Linked DNA regions of Gossypium arboreum: region 2 is linked to region 1. Evidence: chromatin contacts called from public Hi-C data. All regions are on one chromosome and are shown on one strand. The core of a region is the stretch at or near the end of the contact, and the rest is flanking DNA. Distances in the headings are between cores, read along the strand shown. Region 1 has its middle 45 kb from the start of LOC108451652. Region 2 holds the start of LOC108452982 (probable acyl-activating enzyme 16, chloroplastic).

Region 1 (5,313 bases), core at 1,214-3,713:
TATGTAATCTTATAAGATATTATTTTATAAGATTACATATCTTAGATAAGATATGTAATCTTAGAAGATATGATTTTATATTCTTAGAGATTTGATTGTAGATACCCTTTAATTATAGCCGTTGATGTACTTGATTTTGCACCGTTGGATTTGGAGAGGCTCAACTATAAATAGAGGCCTCTTCCCTCATTGTAAAGCACTGGAGTTTTGGAGCAAGAAGAATTCTTGAGAGCATTCACTCAAACTTTTCTCTCTCTTGTGTTCTTATTTTCCCTGGCTTGTTCTTGTCTCATTCTTCTTTCATCTTGTTGGCTTTGAGTTGTTTTCGCTTGAGTTGTGTTTTGGGAAGAATTCTGTTGAATCCTTCTTTTGTGGAAGTTAGGCTGACTTAGGCGTTTTTAGGGTAAGAAACTGCCTAAGGCCGCACGGATTATGAGGCAAGAATCCTACGTCCGTGACACTAGGTGGTGGGTTCTGGTGTTTCTTTTTGTTGCTAATATTTTTCTTAGGGTGTGCTGTTTCTTTATGACTTTACGTGATAGTCTTTGTTTTGTTGCATGTCTTTGAAAGTTTCTTCATGTATGTTTCTCGAAGTATGTTGTTTTTTCTTTACTAAAACTTTTATGGAACTTTTCGTTTTTTATCTTTTCCTTGTCATTATCTTTATTTTGCTTTTCGTTCATTTTCGTTGTTTTTGGCTTATTACTGGGCTTGGTTTTTAGGTTTCTTTTGCGCTCTTTTAGCTAGAATTTTAGGCTTTTTTCTTTCTTTGTCTTTTTTTCTAGATTAGTGGTTTCCTTTTTCTGTGTCCTGGTTTTTGTTTTTTGGTGGCTTTTCTGTAGGTTTGGAGTCCTTGGTGGTGGTGGGTTTCTTCTAGTGGTGTTTGGGTTTCAATCTTGTCTCTTCTGGTGGAATCGGGAGATTCAGGTGGTTCTTAGATGGTCTCTGGTAGTAAACATGGAAGAAGATATAAGCTCGATGTTGGCAAAACTAAAATTCTCGGAAGAAGAGGGAATGAGGGTTGTTAATACAAAGGAGGATTTGGGCAACTCCAACGGTTGTATAAACTGGGCTATTGAAAAGCTGATGACAGAAGAAAAGATTAATAGAGAGGCTATGTATCGTGTCTTTAAGTCTCTATGGTTCACAAAAGAGGAAGTTAACTTTGTATCCCTTAAAGAAGGAGCTATTCTGGTGAAATTCAATAATGAAGAAGACAGGAAGAGAATACTAAATCTTTTACCTCGATTGTTTGACCAATGTTTATTTAGTATGGTCCCCTTTGTCAAAAACAAAAAGATGGAGGAATATGATTTTTACCTGTCACCTTTCAGGGTCCGTATTTCGAATATACCTTTGGAGTTAATGGATAGGAAAGTGGCTATGGAAGTAGGCAACGCGATAAGGGAAGTGTTGGCTATAGATTGGAGAGATAGGAATGGCGGTTGGGCAGAATATATGCGTATTAGAATTATTATTAATATTCATAAGCCATTGAGAAGGGCTGTTCATTATGTAGATAAAGAAGGGATGGAAATAGTCTGTACTATTCGATATGAGCGATTGCGTAAACTCTGTTACATATGTGGACTGACCGGTCATACGACTCAAAAATGTGTGGAGGTGGAGGCAAACAGCGAGATCCGCAGATCTAAATTTTAGTACGGGAACTGGCTCAGAGTTTCCCTAGGAGTTACAAAGCAAAATAGGGGGCTATTGAGGAATGGAATAGAATTAGTTAAAGATTATACAGAGTTTGAAAAAGAGTTATCTGGGAGGTCATCAAGTGGGAGAGGGACAAATGTGCCGAATGGTCAAATGGAAATGGAACGTGTCAAAAATTCGGAAGATGAGTCAGAATCAAGCACATATTGTGAAAAATGGATCATGAAAATACGTTGAGAGGGGTCGGGGAAAATGAAAATAAGAAGAAAGAGAGTTAGAGAAAGTAATGGAGATTTAACCGAAAAAAGTCCAGGTAGAATGGTTCGGAGGAAATTACAGGATAGCTTGACACCAACAAAGGCGGCGGCTGTTGAACAGCTCCGCCAGGATCAATGAAGTTTTTAAGTGGAATTGTCGTGGGTTGGGGTCTTCTGCGACAATTTGGGAACTAAAGCAACTTATTGTTGCCAACAACCCCGATATTATTTTCCTATGTGAGACTAAAATGAATGCTGCCGAATTTCAAAGGGTTAAAATCAGATGCAGGTTACAGAATAGACTTGTTGTTAACGCTGAAGGTCGCCGGGGGGGGGGGGTCTTGCGATGATGTGGAAGGATGAGATTGCTGTCACCATACAAAATTACTCCAAACATCATATTGACTCCCTGGTTAAAATGGATGGTAATAGCAACATTCGGGTTACGGGTTTTTATGGGCACCTCAATCCTAACGAAAGGAGCAGCTCTTGGGATATGCTTCGTAGGGTGGGAGCTACTGTTAGAGAGGAGTGGGTGGTTGGCGGGGACTTTAATGCAATGTTGAATGATGCTGAAAAGGAGGGAGGGCGTCGGATTGCGAGGGCGTATATTAATGATTTTAGTGATGTGCTGGACGATCTTGCCCTCATGATATGAAGCCAGACCGTGGTTGGTTCACTTGGGTTAATAATAGAGATGGTGATAATTTGATTAAAGAGAGACTTGATAGATTTCTCACGATGGTCCCTATGGTAGAAAAATATCCGTATATAGCGTCTAGTGTGGTGAGACAAACACAATCAGATCATGATGCTATTTTTTTAGATTTGAATGGTCGAAGACCTAAAGATAGTCCTATTGATAATAGGATTCGGTTCCGTTATGAGGATTGTTAGGCTATTGATAATGGAAGTAAAGACATCATCAAAAATGCCTGGAATACCAATGTGGGGGACTTCGGGTATAAGTTGAATAGGGTTCGTGAGCTCCTTGGTCTTTGGCAGTGTGATAAACACAGTAGAATGAAGAGAGAGATCAGCAGACTTGAGGAGACTATTAACAAAATCATTGATACGACAAATAGGAGTGATAGTGTCAAGAGGTTGAAGAAAACGCGCCGCAAGTTGGATTATCTTTATGCTCGGGAGGAGAAATATTGGGAGCAAAGATCTAGGTCCTGTTGGCTTAAGGTAGGTGACAGAAATACCAAATATTTTCATGCAAGAGCCACTAGCAGAATGAAAAAGAATAGTATTGATAAGCTTAAAGATACTCATGAAAATTGGGTTACGGATAGCAAGGAGATCTGTAATATTACTAAAAACTATTTCTGGAATCTTTTCCGGTCTAATGGCAATGATAGTAACCAGTATGTGGTTGGTTACATTAGGGAATGCATTACTAGGGAACATCAGGACTGGCGTGATTGAGAGTATACAGAAACTAAAGTTCTTCAAGCCATCAAACAAATGGATCCTAGTAAAGCCCCTGGTGTTGACGGTCTCTCTGGAAGTTTTTACAAACAGCACTGGGATATAGTTGGTATAGATACTTTAAGGTTTTTCTTGGATGCTCTTAATGGGCAGGAGAACATCTCTTTAGTTAACGATACTATGATTATTTTAATTCCTAAGGTTAAAGATCCTTGCGATATGACAAATTTTCGTCCTATAAGCTTGTGTAGGTTTGTCTACAAGATCGTTGCTAAAGTGTTGGCTAACCGACTGAAAGTCATCCTTCCCGATTGTATAAGTCATAACCAGAGCGCTTTTCGTCCCTGGGAGAATGATACACAACAATATTTTAATTGCGCATGAGCTCCTCCACTATCTTCAAAGCTCTAGAAACGGGCCTAATAAAGGTTGTGTCATCAAGCTTGACATGAGTAAAGGTTGTGTCATCAAACTTGACATGAGTAAAGCATACGACCATGTGGAATGGAATTTTATCGAGGCAATTATGTGGAAAATGGGCTTCGAAAAACAGTAGATTGAAAAGATTATGGAGTGTGTTCGGTCTGTTAAGTATGTGATTAAAAGTAATAACCTGCTTTCGGAGACTATTATTCCTGAGAGGGGCCTCCGTCAAGGGGACCCTCTTTCTTCGTTTCTTGTTTTGCATGGAAGCACTCTCTAGGATGCTTTTACAAGCTCAAAATAACAATATCCTTAGAGGTGTCCGTGCAAGCAGAAATGGTCCTAGAATTAATCATTTGTTTTATGCTGATGATACACTTCTTTTTGTGCGTAATAAGAAGAATGATGTTGATTGTGTTATTAATATTCTTAGAAATTTTGCGTCTGCCTCAGGTCAAAAAATAAATTACGACAAATCAATGGTTTTGTTCAGCCCTAATACTCAGAGGGACCAAAGAAGATATTTTGGTGATCTTCTTGGCATGAAGATTGTGGAGAAGCTTGATAAATATTTAGGTTTACCTATCCCTATTGGGAAAAAGAAAAAAGAAGCTTTTGTTGAGGTTACTAATAGATTTTCTTGCAGGATCAATAGTTGGACTAAAAGGTTACTATCTTATTGAGGTAAAGAGGTGTTTATAAAGACGGTTTTGCAATCTATCCCTACATATGCAATGTCTATTCTTTTGGCCCCTAAGGGAGTGATCGAGGAGTTACAGACGAAGATTAGCAGGGTTTGGTGGGCCGAAAAAGATAGAGGGAAATACTGGTCGATGCTCTCGTGGAAGAAGCTGTGTCACCCCAAGGGAATGGGGGGAATTGACTTTCGAGATATGAGGCTGTTTAACTATGCACTTTTGGGTCGTCAAGTTTGGAGGCTTATCAACAATAAAGACTCCCTATGTTTTAAAGTCTTGTCCTCCAAGTATTTCCCAGATGGTAATATTTTTAATGCTAAACGCATGGTACAAGTTCCTTTCACGTGGTCAAGTATAGCTGCTGCAGTGGACAAGTTGAAGAAAGGTTTCGGTTGGCAAGTTGGTAATGGAGATCACATTAATATTAGGGTTGATAATTGGGGTTAAAGGTTTAGACGGAAATACCCTCAATCTGAATATCAATAACCATGATATCAACAGTGTTAGAGACCTTTGGTTGAGGAATGATAGAAAATGGGATATTGATAAAGTCAGCCTGTTGTATGGAAAAGACTGGGGTGATAGAATTTGTAATTTGCCCATTGGGAATGAGGACCAGTGCGATAGAATTGTGTGGTTCCATAACCCTCATGGTTGTTTCACATCAAAATCAGCTTATTCCTGGCTCCTTCTACAAGAGGTAGGTTTCGGCCCGCACAGATTTTATTGGAAGGCCATTTGGAAGCTGGATACTCTTCCAAAAATTAGGGTGTTTGCTTGGAGAGTTGGTCATGAGATTCTTCCTACAAAGGTTAAAATTGCGTCTATCAGAAACG
Region 2 (5,313 bases), core at 1,178-3,677, 160 kb after region 1:
TGAAATATGCTTGTGATCCAAACGAATAAGAGAATTTCCCATTAATAATTTTAATAAATATGAATAAAATTGTAATACAAAATTAATTAAAATACTTACTACAATTTTAATAAAAAAATTGAGTGAACTGAGAGAATTGAATGAGAATAAAGAGAGGATTGAGAATGAATTGAGAGATAGTTGAGAGTGAATTGAAAAAGTGGGAAATTTGGGGTTTAAATAGCAAAAAAAAGTTAAAGTTGGAATTTAGCCGCTGAGGGTAGCATTTGCGAGGTAGTTGCGTCCAGTTTAACGCACTTTGCTGACTGAGTAGGAAAGCATGTCTTGCTGGATGCTTTTTTCCTTCTCTCTCTTCAAAATCGGCTTAATTCACTAATTTTCAAAAAAATCGATCTAATCTAATAATTTTTATAAAAGGAATAAATTATATTAGTATCCTAAAATGCATAGTTTTTAGGTATCAATAAAATAGTATCACGTCATTAAATTTTAAAGATAACAAAGTATTATTATATACTCATCTATATCTAATATTTTCTCCAACTTAATTTAACTTTAGTTTAAATTACTTAAAATAATTAATTTTTAAATTATAAACAAACATCTTCTCTTCTTTTACAAATTTTAATCATTTTGTTTTTTCATAAGTTAATATTTTTTATTTTTGTGCAACAAAATTAGTAATTTTGTGAAATTTTTTCATATCATTGACACATAATTTTGATAATTATTTTACCATGAATCTTGAGCCTTGAACCTTGGACTCGAACCTTGAAACTTAAACCTTGAACCTTGAACCCTAAACCCCGAGGTTCAAAGTTTGGATTTGAGATTTAAGGTTTAGGTTTAATGTTTAAAGGTTTGAGGTTACGAGTTTACGATTTAGGGTTTAAGGATTTAATATTACAGGTTACGAGTTTGAAGTTTAAGATTCGGGTTTAAAGTTCAACGGTTCAGGGTTATGAGTTTAAGTTCTATATTTTGGATTTAAGGTTTAAGATTCTAGATTCATAATTTTGATTTGGGGTTCGATAGAAAAAATTGTTAAAATGTTGTTAAATAATTGAAAAAGATCATGAATAATATGATGGAAAGTATGTATAAAATAATTTCATATTTTTAAAATTTGACGATTGACTAAATTTTATTGATACCTGAAACCCTTAATTTTTAGAATTATTCTAATTTAAATTATTTCGTTTATAAAAAATCAATATTTTCATAGTAATTCACCCGTTGTTTATTGGCTTTTTTACTTAAGCAATAAAAAAATAAAATTAATAACTGAAATGGCATGCCCATTAGATTATTTACTAAAATAGTATGGTTTTACTGGTGCCGCCTGTCAAATTAGCGGCACTGGACTGAAATGTAATGATCTAAAGTATTCAAGGACTTGATATGAAATTTACCATTTTAAGTGGCTACTAAAAAAAAAAAGTGAAAGGGCGGTGCCTAATAGTGTGGCGGCACCAAACCTTAAATGTGGTTAATTGTCTTGTAAGCCCTCCTTATTTATTATTTTCTTTTTATTCCCTTTTAACTCACTACATTGTGTTTAAACAAGCCCTTTACCTATTTTTGTAGTTAAATAAACCCTTAACTTATGATTTTAATATTAAAGTAAATATATCAAAGTAAAGCTATTTTTAAAAATAAACTAATTAGCATTTTATTTTGATGTGAATTTGATGAGAATAGTTTATTAAATAAAAGATAAAATTTAAAAATTTTTGAGAGCACTTATATACATGATATTTTTAACTACTCTTTTAAAATTTTGATTACTTTTTAGATTTTATATTGATGTTAAAGTGTATAAAATTTTTATTGCATAAACAAAAAATTAAGATAAGAGCTTGAAATTTAAAATATATTTACTTTAATATTAAAATAAAGGGCTTTTATGAGTAAAAATCATAGGTTAAGAGCTTATTTAACTACAAAAACATTGAGGTTTAGAGTTTAGGTTCGAGATTTAAGATTCAAGATTCGAGTTTAGAGTTTAAGATTTAAGTCTAATGTTTAAAGGTTTGGGGTTATGAATTTATAGTTTAGGTTCAAGGGTTTGGGGTTAGAGTTTGAGATTCTATGTTTTCATGTTAGAGTTCGAGATTCTAGATTTAAGGATTTTAGTTTGGAGTTCAAATAGAAAAAATTATATAAATATTATTAAATAATTAAAAAATTATGAATAATGTGTATAAAATAATTTCTCTATAAATAAATATATAATAATAATTTTATATTTTTAAAATTCGATGATTGGCTAAATTTTATTGAACCTTAATTTTGTATCCCTTTATGAAGAATCGATAATTTTAAAGTAATTCACCAGCTGTTTATAACTTTAAAATTATTTTTAAACTTAAAAACACTCTAAAAAAAAGCACTGCTTAAATAATCAAATACTAATAATAATGTCCGGCAAGCAAGCTGGGTTTGAAAGATAAAAATAATGTGAAATACTTGATATTATAACTGCAAATGTCAGTGTCAGTAGTATAAGTAAGTGGGCCGTTTTGTCGTGTATATAATTTTTAATTTGTTTGCATCGTCTCAATTCCCTATCATTCCCATATATCACGTTAATGTTTCTTCTTCAAGATACTTCGTGATCCCCTGCACTTGCTCCTCTCACCTACCACCGCCACATCACTTCACTTCCTTTGCTTTCGCTTTTTTCAAAAATGTTGGGGGCTCCGATCAAAATATCTTCTTCGCCTTCTTGCTGTTCTTCTTCTGAAAATAGAAAGGCGATCATGTTGTCGCCGGTTTGTTTAGATAAATCGAGGTCTTTTCAGTTTCTTTTCTCGGGTTCTAAATTGCGGTGCTCCAAAACTTTGGATACCAAGCAGCTCTCCAGCGCCAAGTTCAAGGTCTCCCGAGGATCGAAATTTCGAGTTTTCTGTGACTCCAAGGTGAGTTTCTTTGGAATTCTGTACTTTATTTTTATGGGATCATCGGGGATCTGTGATGGGTTGGGTTTTTGGATGTGTTCAACTGTTCATTCAATGTTCTTCTCCTGCAAGTTGGCTTTATTTTATTTTTGGTATTATATATATTTTAGTCAAATAGTTTTGGAATTGACGATATTGTTTGTCTGGTAATGAGTAATAGTAGTTCGTAGTAGAGTTAATTGGTTGGACGGTAGGGCTCAGAAAAAGACCGATAAAGCATTACAACTATACCATTCGGCTCGGTTTTGGTCTAAATTTATTAGTTTTGGTCTGTTAAGTTTTTAATTTTTGGCTTATTAGGAAGATAGACCATCAAACTTTAAAAAAAAAAAAATCAATTATACTTTTCTAATTTTTTACACCCACAATTTTAATCAATGAGATCTTTGATGAAGGTTGACCGTTAGAAACAAACAGCAACGTCAACATGATAGTTAAAAAATTCCACACCAGCAAAAATAAAGAAAATTCTATTTTAAAAATAAGTTAGTCACTGAACTTGGATATGGATAAATAGTTGTCTTTTATTTGAATTTGTTAGTGATAAACCCGACTAAGTAATGAATAAAGTGAAGAAAATAATAATAAAAAAGATCAATATGGAAATTTACTTGGAAAAATTCCTCAATTAAGGATAAAAAATTACGGGTAAAAAAATATTCCACTACAATAAATAATGACTACAAGAGACAGAATCAAAGGAAAATCTGAAACCCACAAGAACAAACCTTTCAAAAACAAAATTCTCTCAATCTCAATATTTTGTTGTATGTCTAACCTAGAGTAATTGTGACCTATTTATAACTTAGAATTCATAGTATAATATGACTAGAATGTCTCTAGATTAATCAGAGTTTAAATGGGAAACTGAAACAAAGTTTAACTAAAAATAATAAAGTCGAAAGCTTGGACTGGACGTCGCGTCGTTGTGACTCTGCTTCTCTGCTCGTCGGGACGTTAAGACAATTGCATCGTTGGGATGAGTCTTTGTTCCTCGTCGGGACAAGATTCACTATTTGGGCGAATAGAGGCATTCTCCCACAAAATTTGAACAATCATTTATACATATTCATTCTAGAATTATAAAGAACATAAAAATTATAAAAAATTATTAAAATTATTAAAATTTATAAAATTATTAAAAATTAATTAATGACCATAAAATTTATAAAAATATTTGATTAGAAATCATAAAAAATTATAAAAATCTTAGACATTAATCTAAAACCATAAATTTTATAAAAAATAATTTTTATATAAAAAATGCTTCCTCATATTTGATTAAATAATTAGACTAATATAACTTGCACAAATTAAAAAAAAATGAGAGGAAAAATATAACAAAAAGTTGTTGATACTGATTTTATGATATAAGTTGTTGATGTTTGTTTATAAATTATTTTTTATAAATTTTATAAATTTTAATTAATTTCTAATAATATTTATAATTAATTTCATGACTTTTTCTTATTTTTTAATTTTTTATTATTCTAAATGTATCTGGGCAAGGCAGCTATGCATGTGGATTCCTTGTGCACTTATTTTTAAAATAATTTAAAAATATTTTCTAATATTTTTGAAACTTTTTATTTTTATTGATGTGTCACTGCCATGTCAGCCATCAACATTGATGTTGCATCTATGGATAGTCACGTTAGTGTTACCGTTAGTTTTTAACTGTCAACTTTTGTTAAAAGGTCTTATTGGTCAAAATTGTGAGTTCTTGAGCTTTAGTTGGTGCACAAAGTTAGAGAGATTTAATTGATTTTTTTGAAAAAATTTGAAGGCTTATTTCCTTAACTTTTAAGTTAAAAGATTTGTAATTATCTAATTTTATTTTTAGGTTTAAAATAAGCCTTAAATTTTAAGCGAAAAGATTTGCCATTATCTAATTTTATTTTTAGGCTTAATATGCACTTTTGTCATTAAAGTATAATGTTTTTCCATTTTAGTTCTTAAAATTTTTTTGCCTACTATCAAATGTTTTCAGTTTACTCTTTTAGATGTTAAAAACTAACGAATGAGGTATCCAACCAATCATATGTTGTCTCGTGTCATATAATGTCGTCACAGCGATGTCATCATTAGAAAAGAAACTAAAATTCTTTAAAAATGTTAAAATTATTAAAATTATAAAAATTAAAATATAAAAAATTTACTAAAATTTTAAAAATATTAGATATTTTAATATTTTAATAATTTTTAAATTACATTTACTAGAACTTGAACATTCCTGACTCTTAGAATGATACCACATGCAATAATTGACTTATAATTCAATAATCGAAATTTATAATTAATAGATATTTTTAGGTGATAAATTTGGACTCGTTAAAATTTTCAAATTATTAAA

The links. A called contact is a pair of places that touch in the nucleus more often than the background predicts.
Region 2: a contact with region 1 is called in a Hi-C map of leaf, with 1.9 times the contacts expected there. The contact joins the promoter of LOC108452982 here to the enhancer-like site in region 1. A contact is called at or near these places in 2 of 5 Hi-C or Micro-C datasets (both in leaf).

The regions. Positions count from the first base shown.
Region 1 is chr5:74,977,593-74,982,905 of ASM2569848v2, forward strand. No RefSeq gene overlaps it. Among protein-coding and RNA genes, the nearest start is that of LOC108451652, 45 kb to the left of the region's middle. Within about 2 kb of position 2,464, at least 2 of the 2 cell types and tissues checked have an H3K27ac peak or open chromatin away from gene starts, as enhancers often do. A contact at or near this core is called in leaf, where this site is marked.
Region 2 is chr5:75,133,737-75,139,049 of ASM2569848v2, forward strand. It overlaps LOC108452982 (probable acyl-activating enzyme 16, chloroplastic), which reads left to right and starts at 2,428. Exons shown (of 18, transcript XM_053028020.1): 1 at 2,428-2,921. The coding sequence starts at 2,691.